2 separate regions of the Mus musculus genome follow, and region 2 is linked to region 1. Evidence: chromatin contacts called from public HiChIP or PLAC-seq data. All regions are on one chromosome and are shown on one strand. Each heading gives the region's core, a stretch centred on a gene start, on an enhancer-like site or on the middle of the called end of the contact. The rest is flanking DNA. Distances are from core to core; before and after follow the strand shown.

Region 1 (7,243 bases), core at 4,179-6,678:
CACAGTAGGCCTGAGTAAATGAGGGGGTGTATGGTTTGCCCATTATCACAGTCTGCCTCAGGGTCTGCTGAGTGGTGGATGTGGTCACAAAGGAGAAGCATGTATCCCAGGAGTCTTGCTTCCCTGTGCCCAGCAACCCTTGTCTCCTCTTGCTTTCAGGTGATGACAGAAAGTAGCCACAGCAAGGGCTTTGGCTTTGTGTGCTTTTCCTCTCCAGAAGAGGCAACGAAGGCCGTGACGGAGATGAACGGGCGCATCGTGGGCACGAAACCGCTCTATGTGGCCCTGGCACAGCGCAAGGAGGAGCGGAAGGCCATCTTGACCAACCAGTATAGGCGACGCCCCTCTCACCCTGTCTTGAGCTCCTTCCAGCAGCCTACCAGCTACCTGCTCCCTGCTGTACCCCAGGTGACAGTGTGTCTACAGCTCCAGCTGGGGGACAGAACTTCACAGACAAATAGAGATTCTGTTGAAAAGACCTCGGACAAGCTGCTTCAACCCTTAGAGCCTCACTTGCTCCATCTTTAAAGGGGCCTCCATGCTATCTTGTCTTCCAGTCTCTGTGAGATTCCTGAATGTTGTCTGGCAGGAACTCTGGTTAAATGGATTTTGGAGGTCTTGAATTAAGTATCAAAGCCTAAATTTTTCTTTCTTTCTCCATTCCTTCCTTCCTTCCTTCCTTCCTTCCTTCCTTCCTTCCTTCCTTCCTTCCTTCCTTCCTTCCTTCCTTCCTGATTTAATTATTTACTTCATGTATGTGAGTACACTGTCACTGTCTTCAGACACACCAGAAGAGGGCATCAGATCCCATCACAGATGGTTGTGAGCCACCATGTGGTTGCTGGGAATTGAACTCAGGACCTCTGGAAGAGCAGATGGTGCTCTTAACCACTGAGCCATCTCTCCAGCCCCAGAATTTCTTTATCGTATCCATTATCTTCCCCAGTTATGTCAGCATCCATCGCCCCCTCCACCTCCCCACCTCCCCCCAAGCAGCCACAGTGCCTTTGGCGTTTTCCCCAACTCAGATGGTCACACAGCTGCCCTGGCTGTTTGTGTTCTGAGGTCCATGGCTAGGGAAATGACTTCATAGAACTCAGAGCAATAGAAAGATATGTGTGTTTGAAGACCAATTGCTGACATTCTTTAGCAATTGCTTGAGCTGGAACACATTGGAGTGACATACTCTATCACTGGGCCAGAGTGAGAAACACTGGTTGACATAAATCTGAGATCTTGTTCTGAGGGGCTTAGGGATAAGGGGAGATGGGAAGGGAGGGCGAATCCTTCATGGAGGCCAGAGATGTTTCCTGCAGGGGATAGTGTGGTTCCTCACATTGGTGTCCTTGAGAAGATGCGAAGCCCCTCACTTCAGATCGTCTTCTTCCACAGTCTACAGCCCAGGCTGTGTACTACAGTTCTGGCTCCATAACTCCAATGCAACCTGACCCCAGGTGGACAGCCCAGCCACATGGACCTCCATGTAAGTGACCCAGCCCTTTCCACCTTCAGCCTGGCTTGTGGATGTGAGCCTCAGGGAAAGAGACAGAAACTATGGCATCAAGCTTGGCTTTGCATTTCTCAGAACCGGTTACCTTACCCCACTCCTATGAGCCTCAGTTTCCCCTCCCTGACTTGGGACTAAATGTTCATGAAGCAGCAAGCACTATGGCAACCCTGACAAAGACACATAGTGTGGCCATTGTCAGTTCTTTCTAAAGGCTAACTCTGATTTGGAGCTGAAAATTCTTGCAAAGCAGAGAATAAAAGTATGAAACTCTTTTGGCTAAATTGCTAATGAATGGCCTTTCCATGTAGTTCTCTTGGGACCAAAGTGAAGGATCAGGGTACTCGAGAAATTCAGGGCCTGGGGAGATGTGAGCTGGTTTTGGGGTTTGTCATTGCAGATTTCTGTGCACCCTCCTTAGGTCTAGGTAAATTCTCTCTGTCTCTCTCTGTCTCCGTCTCCCTGTCTCTCTGTCTCTCTCTGTGTTTGTGTGTGTGTGAATTTCTAGCTCATCTCCAGCTCTGGGAACTTAGGACACAGTGTAGCACTTTGATGATTACCGGAAACCTCTCCCTGTTTTTCTCTGTGCTTGCTATAAGCTACCTGCCCTCCAGCTGCCTCTGTGGTCCAGCCTCTAAGCACGACGCAGCATCCCTGTATCCACCTGAGGGGTGCCAGCCAGGTCTCCAGCCAGGTGCCTCACACGCAGAGAGTAGGTGAGTGTGTGTGAGTGTTGCCAGGATTCGGAATGGAAGGGTGTCAAAGAGTGAGAGACCTGGGGGTTGGCAGTGAAGGTAAGTTTTGACCAGGCTCCATAGTGACCTTGCTTTCGTGGTGAGCCAGCCCGGCTTTGGAGGATGTCCGTTAACATAAACGTTAGCATGGCATCCAGCCCTTGGGAGTCACTTTGGGACCCTTGCTGATGGCTGTCTCTGCCGACTTAGTCTTTAAAATAGGGATAAAAATAGCGTGCCCATTTTGTTGGGAGGATTGGTGAGTCCACAAATGGAAGGACTTGCATCTTAGCAAGTACGGAAGGGGCTATGACTTGGAGACAGGTTGTCTCTTGCTAATATCCTCATATCTCTGTGCTGACCCTGTGCTCAGCACTGCGGTGGGGTGTTCTTCAGGGATTCTGCATAATGAGTCAGATGAACCCTCTGGTCTTCTGTTGCTGCCAGGTTTCAACTTATATAACATTTAGCTCTGTTGCTGCCGGGTTTCAACACCCATGGTCATTGTTATAGTCTTCAACTGTGGGAAAATCTGCACAACATATAATTGGCTGCTTCACTATTTTTAAAGGTTTATTTATTCTCATTTTATGTGCATGAGTGTTAGCCTCCACGTATGTGTGTGTAGTGCCCATGGAGGTCAGAGGAGGGTGTTGGATTCCCTGGAACTAGAGTTAGAGACAGTTGTGCATTGCTGTATGGGTGCTGGGAAGTGAACCGTGGTACTCTGCAAGAGCAGTGAGGACCTGATTGTTTTTAAGCCTGTTGTTTAGAGGCCTCCAGTACGTTCACAGTGCTGAGTACGAACTGCAGCCATTGCCACCACTGTCTCGAAAACAAAACTTTCCACCAGCCACAATTCCTCATTCATAATTCTTTCTAGCCTCTGAAAAACAAACCTATCCTTTTTTTTTTTTTTTTTGCCCCTTTGAATTTGCACTTGATCTTAGCCAGGAGGCTGACAAGCAGTCGTCCCTCTGATGCTGACTGAGTGTGGTTACTTCATGCAAATGGCGTGGGACTCTCAATGCTTTGTTATTTAGCATGGCGTCCTCAAGATTCAGCAATGTTCCGGCAAGATGCGATGTCTTGCATATGTAGATTCTGTGTCTTTTGGCTATGCATTCACGTGTTGAACACATGGACTGCTCTCACCCGTGGGTTCTTGTACACAGAAATTGCTACTATGAGCATGGGTTTTCAGATATCTCTTTGAGACTTTGCTTGCAACTCTTTTGAGTGCACATTCAGAACCTAGATTGCTAGATGTGTTGACCCTATGTTTAATTCTTTGAGGAATCGCCCCCCCCAATTGTATTTCCACAGTTGCTGTATCCCCAACATTCCTGCCAGCATTGCCCACATGTCCCAACTTCTTTACTGATTCACCAAAATTTGCCATGTATTTTTTTCTAAGTGGCCATTTGAAATCTGCTTTTTTCGTTTTTCCTTTCTTTTTTACAGTCAACATTGGTACCCAGACTACAGGACCAGGTGGGGAGGGATCCTCTATCCCAGGCCAGCTTCTCGTGCCACATAGAGGAACCTCAGCTGTACACAGTGCCCATGGGGTAAGGTGGTCTGCTCACTGTGGGCTCTGGGTATCATAAGTTTGGCTAAGGTGTTTTTCCTCTGGTCCTTGCTTTGCTTTCTTTTTCTTTCTTTCTTTCTTTTTTTTTTTTTTTTTTGGTTTTTTGAGACAGGGTTTCTCTGTGTAGCCCTGGCTGTCCTGGAACTCACTCTGTAGACCAGGGTGGCCTCGAACTCAGAAATCCGCCTGCCTCTGCCTCCCGAGTGCTGGGATTAAAGGCGTGCGCCACCATGCCCGGCTGGTCCTTGCTTTTCTTCACTTACAAAATTTCATTTACTAATGTTCGCAAATCAGTCAAAGATCACTCCTGCTAACAGAGGGGAGAGAGAACTGTGGTCACGTTCTGTTTACTGGTTACAAACCTTTTGTTTAAGTCATTACCAAAATGAACTTGAACTTGTGTTTGAGTGCAGGAGACAGATTCTAAGACCGTGCTGAGCGTGGAAGGGCTGAGAGGAACCTTCAAAACAGGACTAAAACTGTTTATTATAATTAAAAGGCTATGTATCTCCTATCCCCACAAAGGTTTTAAATTCAGTATTACTGAAACATGTCTAGAATTTCAATGTTTTCTTTGGATGACTTCTTGTAAAAAGAACAATTGTCTTTTAATCGCAACAGCACTTTTAAAGTTAGCGCAATATAAGAGGGCTATGGAGGAGCTGGAGAAATGGCTCAGTGGTTAAAAGCACTGGCTGCTCTTCCAGAGGTCCTGAGTTCAATTCTCAGCAACCACATGGTGGCTCACAACCATATGTAATAGGATCTGATGCTCTCTCCTGGCACACAGGTATACATAGCACTCGTATACATAAAATAAATACATAAATCTTTTCTTTTAAAAAGCAAGCATAAGCCGGGCAGTGGTGGCGCACTCCTTTAATCCCAGCACTTGGGAGGCAGAGGCAGGCGGATTTCTGAGTTCATGGCCAGCCTGGTCTACAGAGTGAGTTCCAGGATAGCCAGGGCTACACAGAAGAAACCCTGTCTCGAAAAACAAAACACAAAACAAAAACAAAAAACAAACAAAAAAATTTAAAAAACTAAAAAAATAAATAAGCAAGCGTAAAATTCAAGGAAAATCAAGAATAACACACACAACACATGCATGTACCCCAATAAGATGTATGTTGCTGTTGCTGTGTTCATAAAGCTTGCTGAGAAAAGTGCTCTATCGGATGCACAGTGATTATTATTAAGTGTGCCTTTCAGGTGACAATGGATTTTCATTGGTTCACAGCATCTCTGTGCATAACTTTGTTTTCCAGTCCACGCCCTTGTGAGGGACTCTCTGCGCCCCGCCTCCTGCCCCGCCCCACCCCGCCACCACCACCCCCCCCCCCCGCCCCGCCCCGCCCCTGACTGTGTAGACCTTGCTTCCTTCCCTCTTCCAGAGCCTTTCCTGGATGCTTGTGTTCACCCGCTAGGGTAAGTGTATGAGGCCTTTCCTATCCGTGTGGTTAAGGGATGTGTTCCTGGCACCATGTGCAGGTCCAGGAGTCGGCCGTGTATGTCCCTGGCCATCAGCCTCTGACTGTGTCCATGCTGGCCGCTGCACCCCTACACGAGCAAAAGCAGATGATTGGTGAGTTACTGGCTCCTCCCCCACCGGGGCAGGTAGGAGGGCTGTGAGCTGGCTAGCCTGCCCAGAACACCTTGTGTGAGGACGGATGTGGGAACAAGGTCTCCTCCCATCACTGATACTAGGTAGCTGCCTCTTTCTTTTTCTTTCTTCTTTCTTTCTTTCTTTCTCTCTCTCTCTCTCTCTCTCTCTCTCTCTCTCTCTCTCTCTCTCTCTCTCTCTCCTTCCTTCCTTCCTTCCTTCCTTCCTTCCTCCCTCCCTCCCTCCCTCCCTCCCTCCCTCCCTCCCTCTCTCTCTCTCTCTCTCTCTTTCTTTCTTTCTTTCTTTCTTTCTTTCTTTCTTTCTTTCTTTCTTTCTTTCTTTCTTTCTTTCTTTCTTTCATTTTTTGGATATTTTACTTACATTTCAAATGTTATCCCCTTTCCCGGTTTCCCCCAAGCTGCCTCTTTGAAAGCCTCTGTCCTTTCGTCTTGAAAGACAAGTAGGCTGTTGCTCCCAAGGCCTTTTCCAGCTTGCTGTCTGGCTCTGACTTAGGTGGGAGATATCTGGATATGGGATCAGAGCCAAGAAGCCGGGTAGGTGAACACCCTTGGGTTTCTACTGGTCCAGGGTGGTCATTACACATCCTTATATCTCTTTGAAAGCGGGGAAGCTCTGGTTAAATTTCACCTGTTTCTTGGTGCTTACTGTGGGAGGCAGGAAATCCCTGTGTGCTGGGAAAATACAGGGTTCCCTCTGGACGCTGAGCTCCAAGAGTACTTCCTCTCCAGCCCCAGAGTTTCTGACAGGCTCTAAAAAAAAAAACAAAAGACGACTCTAGTGGGGACAGGGGGGTGGCTCAGGACTTGAGTTTGAATCCCTAGCAACCACATAAAAGCTGGCCATGGCTATGTGTGCCCTGATTCCAGAGTTGGGAGATGGAGATGGGAAGACAGCAGGAACTTTTTGGCTAACCAGCCTAGCTGAACAGGCAGCTTCAGGGTCAGTGAGAGACACTGTCTTCAGGGGATAAGGTGGAGGCCGATAGAACAGGCCATCTGATGTCCTCTTCTGGCCTCTCTGCACACACACACACACACACACACACACACACACACACACACACACACACACACACTTGTTTCTGGTCAGCAAGTTCTTCACGTCATGACCACACAGACCTTAAGCCCCTTCACTAAAGGCCCTCATCGCTCTATTGCTTCTTTAGCTTACTAGGCCTGGCTGCTTCATGCCCCCCTCACCCCCCATACAGAAGAAAATTACAAATGCCTTATGTAGGCTCCATTGGCTGCTGTCTATAAACTCTCACTCCTTTATGGGAAGACCCTTCTAACACCACTCAAGCATCCCCACCCTGTGGTGGTCCTCCGTGTCCTATTATGATGGCCCGGCACCAGAACTAGGTTGTATTGTGGAAGTACCTGATGGTGGAAGGTGAATTTATGCTGTGTGTTTGCCTCCCACACCCCAGTCTCAAGTCAAGCATTAAATCCTGTCTGGAATCTCAATGTGTCTAGTCAGAACTGCTTCTCACAAAACAAATGGAGTCTCAAAACAACTGACTTTGCTGTAGATACCTTTAAATAGTATTGTTTATATTTTTATGTTATTGTTTTTATTATGTTTATATTATTTATATCACTATATATTTATAACTATAAATTTACAATATATTATATATATATATATAAAAATATAATATTCAACCTGACCCTTCAGATTGTCCTGTAAGGTGGTGCTGCTATGCCTACTTTATAAAGTTGGAAAGAGGAGTTTCCAGTAATGTTACATGATATAGCTTGGGGTGACAGGTTCTAGGACAAGATCTC
Region 2 (6,275 bases), core at 1,642-4,141, 360 kb after region 1:
TGGAAGGATGACGAACCACAGTGTCACAGCCTGCAGCTAGAAAAGAAGGTCGCAAAGCAACAGTTTTGACGGTGCTTTTATTGCAGGGGATGAACACTCTGGCTTTGCGTATGTTCAAAATGTTTTGCCAGGCATAGCTGCACACTCGGGAGGCAAAGGCAGGCAGATCTCTGGGAGTTTGAGGACCAGTCTGTTCTTCATAGTGAGTTCCAGGCCACCCAGGGCTACATAGTGAGATTCTTTCTCAAAACAAAACAAAAAGGCTCATGATAATTTTTTGATGTCACCACACTGGGATTGCTGAAACTCACAGAGGAGCCTTTGTAAAAAATGGCATTTTACAGAACTACAGGGCACTAAGTTAATAAGAAGTAGATAAAAATACATAAAACTCAAAAGGAGATAAACGCTTGTATTAAAAAATTATATACATATGTGTGTATATATATATATACACACACACCATATATATGATATATATTACAGATCATACACATCATATATATTATATAGCATACACACCATATATGTGTGTGTGTGTTACATATATATACATGTATATGGTGTGTGCTCACACACTATGGCACACACGTGTGGAGGTCAGGGGGCAATTCGCTGAAGTCCGTTTTCTCCTTCCTCTGTGTGTGTCCCAGAATTAAACAGGACTGAACTCCGGTGGTCAGTCCCGACAGCAAGCACCTTTACCCACTGAGCCATCTTGCCAGTCCCCGAAAGAACCCCTTCCTAAATACCAGATATAGTGCTAAATGTGCTTTTCCGTTGTGGCATTGACCCTCTTTGTAGTTCCGACATTTAAGGCTGTTTTGGTTCGGTTCTCCCTATTCAGAAATAGGCTTTAAGAAATTAAATGCTGCTACCCAACGCCTTATAGCAGGAAAGTGGCTGCGGCCGAGATAGAGTCCTGTCTATCTGGTGTGTGAGTCAGCTAAGGTGCTCCACACTCTCTTCTTCTGCGGACAGAAATCATTCCCCATATTCCCCCAAACCCGTGCCACACGCCAAAGAGCAGCTCTTGGGGTCTGGGTTCTTAGTGGTAGGCCAGAGAGTGGAGTCCTGCACAAGACACGCCTCGGTGTCTGTTTCTCGCCTGCTCTTAGGAGAGGCCGCCAGGGGGCGCCTGCTGGGTCTGGCTTCTACTGCCGTGGGAAGCCTACATCTGCCCAGCAGGTGTCCCTGCCCAGAGCAAACAGGCCGCTGGGAGTCCCGGGACCTTGAAGATAAGGCTTGGACAGGATAAATCCAGTGTGAGGATCGGATCGGGGCTTAGATGTGTGAACGGTATCGAAGTCAGTGGCGGTAGATGTGCCCAGAGGGCAGCAAGAGAGCGGCCTGGGCCTCGATGAGCAGCCATGGACCCCAGGGAGACAACAGGTGAGCCCTCTCCTTCCTGTGTAGCCTAACTAGGTCCCTTGAGAACCACTAAGGGAACACACACACTGTACGGATGGAAAATGTGCTGCCCAATAAGACTACCCAGCTGGGCTCCAGGCACAGAACTAAACCTAGCTCTCACCCCCCTACACCCCACCCCTGTCTCTTCCTCCAGAGAAGCCTGGTTCCCTTGCACCTAAGAATCACTAAGCCTTTCTTCCGTTCCCCACCCCACCCCCACACGGCACACTGAGCCTGCTCTATCCATTTTTCTGTGGTTTCTTGGCAGAGCAGGCCATCGCCCCTTAACCCACGGCTGCCCCTCCCTCAACCCCCCAGTTCCTTGAATGAGCCCATTCTGAGCAAGGCCGGTGCGTGGCTCTGACTCCAGACCAGCTTCCTATCCGAGATTCTTCTCCCTTCTGGCTTTCCAGCGAGGGTAGAAGAACAAAAATCCTTCTGGCAGGGTCTGTGGTGGTAAGGTGACAAGCTAGCTAGATGTGCCAGTGGCTTGATGGTGGAGGTAGGAGGAAAGGCAAGCCTTTTCTAGAGTGGGCCAGAGCGGAGCCAGCACCCCAGGGCAAACATCTGAGTATAGCTCCACCGGGCCTTTGAAACTCAGGGTTGGCTCTTGACTAAGGGCTCCCTTAAGCTCCTCTTGGCTTAAGTCAACACGCACTTGATGTCGCTTGCACCTCAGGACTCTTAGAAAGTCAAAACAGCTGCCCTCTCAATTTCAGCTTTCCAAATCCGCTGTTCCACGGGGGGGGGGGGGGCGGTCTAGGGAGGGCAAAGAGAGTCATCATCGTTCAAAGGCTTGCTTTGAAGTAGTGGCCCATTAGAGTGAGCCCAGGTCTCCTGATAAGGATCCTTGCATTGAAGAGGAAATTTCTCGGACGCCCTTAGGATAGGGAAAGTGCATTCCCAAGGAAAGTGCGCTCCAAAGAGGTCTGAGTTCAAGAGCTAATCCGGAAAGGACACTTTGGGAAGGTGCCAGGCGTGGAGGGAGATTAGGGAAGGAGGACCTGCATTTTGTTGGCCTTGCCAGAGGGGGATCGGAAAAGGTACTGCAGGTTAGACGTGGACACGTAGGCTGTTAAGACTTGTCCCCCTACGGGTTTTACGCTGGCTTCCCTGCAGACCCCTCGTTGCCCCCGGGCCCTTTGACTCACCTGAGCCTGCCGGACAGCTCAGAGGTGCGGCTACAGAGCGACGGGCCCAGCCTCCTGGGGAGTTGGACCAGGTAACGGCGGCGGCGTGGGCAGGTTGCCCTAAGTGGGGAATGCCAGACAGCCAGGGCGAGCCCAAGCGGCAGCTGCATTTAACCTGGAGCGGGAGGGTGGGGAGGGGGAGCGCGGGCTGCGACCCCTCCCACTGGCAGGAGCGTTCTCCCCCTTCCTCTCAACACTCGGGCCCCAGCAAGCACGGCGCCCCTTTTTCCTGCTGCTCTGGGAGCTGCAGGCGCGAGCTGCGGGCCGGAATTGGGCTACAGCTGGAGTCGGGCGGCGACACTCCGGGCAGCCGGAATGCTCTGGAATCCTACACGAGACACTTCCCAGAGGAGAGCCCCAAGAGGCGGAGCGGTCCTGACCGCCGCCTGCCTGGCCTGCCTGGGCTTCCAAGGACGCGCCCGACTCTTGCCCTCCTCTGTCCCTTCCTGGAGTGATGAAAGGCCGAGACTTGGTCCTGCCGTAAAGGTAAAAGGACTCAAAAGGACAGCCTTGGAGTTCCCAGCTCTCTTCAGGGCCCAACTTGCTCATTTCCCAAATAAAGACTCACCACAGACTCTTTTTCATGTGCTCCTTTTAATTGCGCAGGCTTTGAGAGAACCCATCCTCATTTGTCAAACTCTCGGACTGATAAGCAACAGACCCCAGAGAGCTGACCCGTGCTACACTCAAAGAAAAGAAAACCCCCGTAGCATTAAGCCAAGGGTGTTGTTTGGGCATCAGAAAGACTCAGATCCGCCGCCTCCCCCCCACCCCAATCCTGGTAATGCAGTTTGGAGCCTTGGTCACATTTTCACCGGTGCATGTGCCTGCTCGAATTGAGGTTGTGCTCCGGACCTGGAGCTGGCAAAGGCTGTTTCCCCTTATGAGTTGAAAGCTTAATTACTATTTCCACAAAGCCCACCTCCATCTGAGAACCAAATGTAGGGTTTTAAACACAGCTATTCCACTTGGCCCCAGACTACAACAGCCGGGAAGCCACCCACACAGTGTAGCACCTGGGTGATCCTGGTGAGGTCTGTGCAGGGTTCTTGGAACACAAATATTTAGCTCATTTCCCAAGTCCTTCTTCCCCCAGATCCCTTGGAGGACATAAATCAACCCCATCTCCAACTTCAGCTCACTCAGCTTCAGGGGTGGGCTTTGTGCCAACTCAACCCTTGACTCTCCTTCCTGTGGCCCCGTGGGCCCAACCCCCATTCCTAGGTCACCCCCAGAGCATGCCATCATCCTAAGAGAAGGTGTGCGCACATGCCTGCAGCAAAGATGTGAGCAGACTGTGTGGATCCTGCATGCCAAGGTGGCTCAGAAATCCTATGGAAATGAGAAGCGGTAGGTGGCTCCCTACCCCGACCCAGGTCTCCACAGCCTTCAGCCCTATGCCTCCCTCCAAACCCACCACCATTTAGCTTCTTTGACATCTTGGAGGCCTCAAGGCTGACACCTCAGCCATTGTTCAGCCAGGGTCCTGTTCCCCAGCCAACAACAGCTGCCTACTGGGATCTAGAGCAGAACTTGACAGTGGCTGTCAGATCCCCACATCCCCGACCAGTATCCATTCATTCTGCTGCGTACTACATGTCACGCACCAGGGTCACTGCTGGGCACTAAGCCTCCAGCTGGACCAGGCAGATACAGCCTCTACTTCCATGGCATCTCCATTCTGGTAGGGGACATGCAGTCACCTCCCCACAAGCCAGCAAACAAGGTATTTCAGATTGTGATGAGAGCCAGAGAAAAACAGAGTGGAGTCACATAGTAGACCAAAGGGGATACCTTAGCTTGAAAGGTCAAGGAGGTCAAAGGGCTCTTTAAGAAGTGACATTGGAGCTGATGTACCAGTGCTGAGATAGAGCCAGGCATGGGAAAACTCCAGGAAGCATTCTAACTGGAAGCAATAGAAAACGCAAGGACCTCAAGGCTATATACTCAGTACTGTAAGAGGATGAAAGGGGGAGACTGGTCAGAAGAGGGGGACGTTAGAGAAGATGACAGGAGAAGCAGTGTCCAGGTCATGTGAGGATTTGGGATTTTAAACCACAAGGGATGTTGATAAGAGGACATCACAATTTGATTCATTTTCATTATTATTAATAATATCGTTTATTTTGTTATATTTTGGGGGGGATAAGACAGACTCTAACTCTAGCTCAGGCGGAACCTATACCAATCCTCCTGCCTCAGAGGCCCCATCCCTTCCGTACTGGGTTTAGGATTACAAACGTGAGCCACCACACCCAACTTAATTTAACTGTTACTTCTTTCCAGATTATTTATGTATTTTATATATGTGTGTGTATTTTGTCTACATGCATGCCTGTACACTAGAAGAGGGCATTGGATCCCATTACAGATGGTTGTGAGCCACCATGTGGTTGCTGGGAGTTGAACTCAGAACCTCTGGAAGAGCAGCCAGGGCTCTTAACTGCTGAGCCGTCTCTCCTACCCCTTGACTGTTATTTTTGTTGTTGATGTTGGTGGTGGTTCTGGTGCTGGTGGTGATACTGGTGCTGTGTGGATGTATAGATGCCACGATTCCTGTGGAGGTAAGAGGATAATGTGTGCAGTTAGGTGTACAGTTGGTTCTCTTCCTCCTTTTGATGGGTTCTGGGCATTGAAGTCAAGTTATCATGCTTGCCTCAGCAAGCCTTTTATCCACTGAGCCACCTGTTACTTAAGAACTAATCTGGGGCTGGAGAGACTACTCAGGGTTAAGAGCACTGGTGGCTGCTCTTCCAGAGGACCTGAGTTCAATTCCTCGCAACTACTTGCTGGCTCACAACCATCTGTAATGGGATCTGATGTTCTCTTCTGTCAGATGGTCTCTTCTGCCATGCAGGCATACATGCAAATAGAGCTCTCATATCCATAAATAAATTTTTTAAAGTAATCTAGTTGCTGTGTGAAAAACAAACTAAAAGAGGCATCTGTAGCAAGGGAGAGACAGATGGAAGGCTGAGTTGGGAAGGCAAGGGATAGTGGTTAGGACCAAGGTGAAGTTGGTAGGAATCTAACGGATTCCAGATGTGTTTTGAAGATGGAGCGGGCAGGACTTACTGATGAGGTCTAATAATGCATTAACGGTTTCACTCTGGGAGAGGGGACACTAAATCATGATTCTTTAAAAATTTATGCCACCTTGAGACACTTTTAAGACAGTGAAAATGATGTTATGTGTTCCCAGGTTCTTCTGTCCTCCACCCTGTGTCTACCTCGCGGGTCCTGGCTGGAGGGTGAAGCCAATGCAAGACCAAGGTGAGAGTGCCCTGACGGGCTGTTGCTCGGTTCTGCAGGAAGGACCAACTGCCTCAGCAGGGCCCGGGAGCCCAGACGGTTGCAGGCGCAGTCTCGCTGCGCCCTCTGGCGGCAAGAACTAAGTTTGACCCGCACCTGAGCTTCCCCCAGACTTCCAGGGTTTAATTCCCGTCCTTTTTCAGCCCTCCAATCTGCGGAGACCGGGCCCACCGTCTGCGGTTACATGGGACTGGACGGTGCGTCCGGCAGCGCTCCCGAGACCCAGAAGTTGAACTTTGAAGAGCAGCCGGACTCCAGGGTGAGGCTGCACTAGAGAGCATCAGATTCCTGCTCCTGGCGTTGCCTCTTTTTTTTTTCTTTTTGTAGAGGAGGCAAAACTGTAGACTCCCCAAGTCCCCT

The links. HiChIP or PLAC-seq counts read pairs in DNA pulled down with a chosen protein or histone mark.
Region 2: a contact with region 1 is called in an H3K4me3 HiChIP or PLAC-seq map of craniofacial prominence, with 5 times the contacts expected there. The contact joins the promoter of Matn4 here to the enhancer-like site in region 1. A contact is called at or near these places in 4 of 39 promoter capture datasets (the 3T3-L1 cell line, the C10 cell line and cranial neural crest), 2 of 484 Hi-C or Micro-C datasets (both in the G1E-ER4 cell line), 2 of 115 datasets of contacts at active chromatin or transcription factors (craniofacial prominence and embryonic hindbrain) and 3 of 9 other capture datasets (embryonic stem cells, liver and pancreatic islet).

What each region holds. Positions count from the first base shown.
Region 1 is chr2:164,042,158-164,049,400 of GRCm38.p6, forward strand. Pabpc1l (poly(A) binding protein, cytoplasmic 1-like) reads left to right here. Exons shown (of 14, transcript NM_001114079.2): 8 at 160-408; 9 at 1,393-1,483; 10 at 2,107-2,223; 11 at 3,706-3,812; 12 at 5,324-5,417. Among named protein-coding and RNA genes, the nearest start is that of Pabpc1l, 21 kb to the left of the region's middle. Within about 2 kb of position 5,429, at least 106 of the 459 cell types and tissues checked have an H3K27ac peak or open chromatin away from gene starts, as enhancers often do. A contact at or near this core is called in the G1E-ER4 cell line, craniofacial prominence and pancreatic islet, where this site is marked.
Region 2 is chr2:164,401,927-164,408,201 of GRCm38.p6, forward strand. It overlaps Matn4 (matrilin 4), which reads right to left and starts at 2,892. Exons shown (of 11, transcript NM_013592.4): 1 at 2,565-2,892; 2 at 1-36. Rbpjl (recombination signal binding protein for immunoglobulin kappa J region-like) reads left to right here and starts at 1,268. Exons shown (of 12, transcript NM_009036.1): 1 at 1,268-1,392; 2 at 2,533-2,635; 3 at 3,828-3,953; 4 at 5,806-5,876; 5 at 6,059-6,174. The coding sequence starts at 1,371.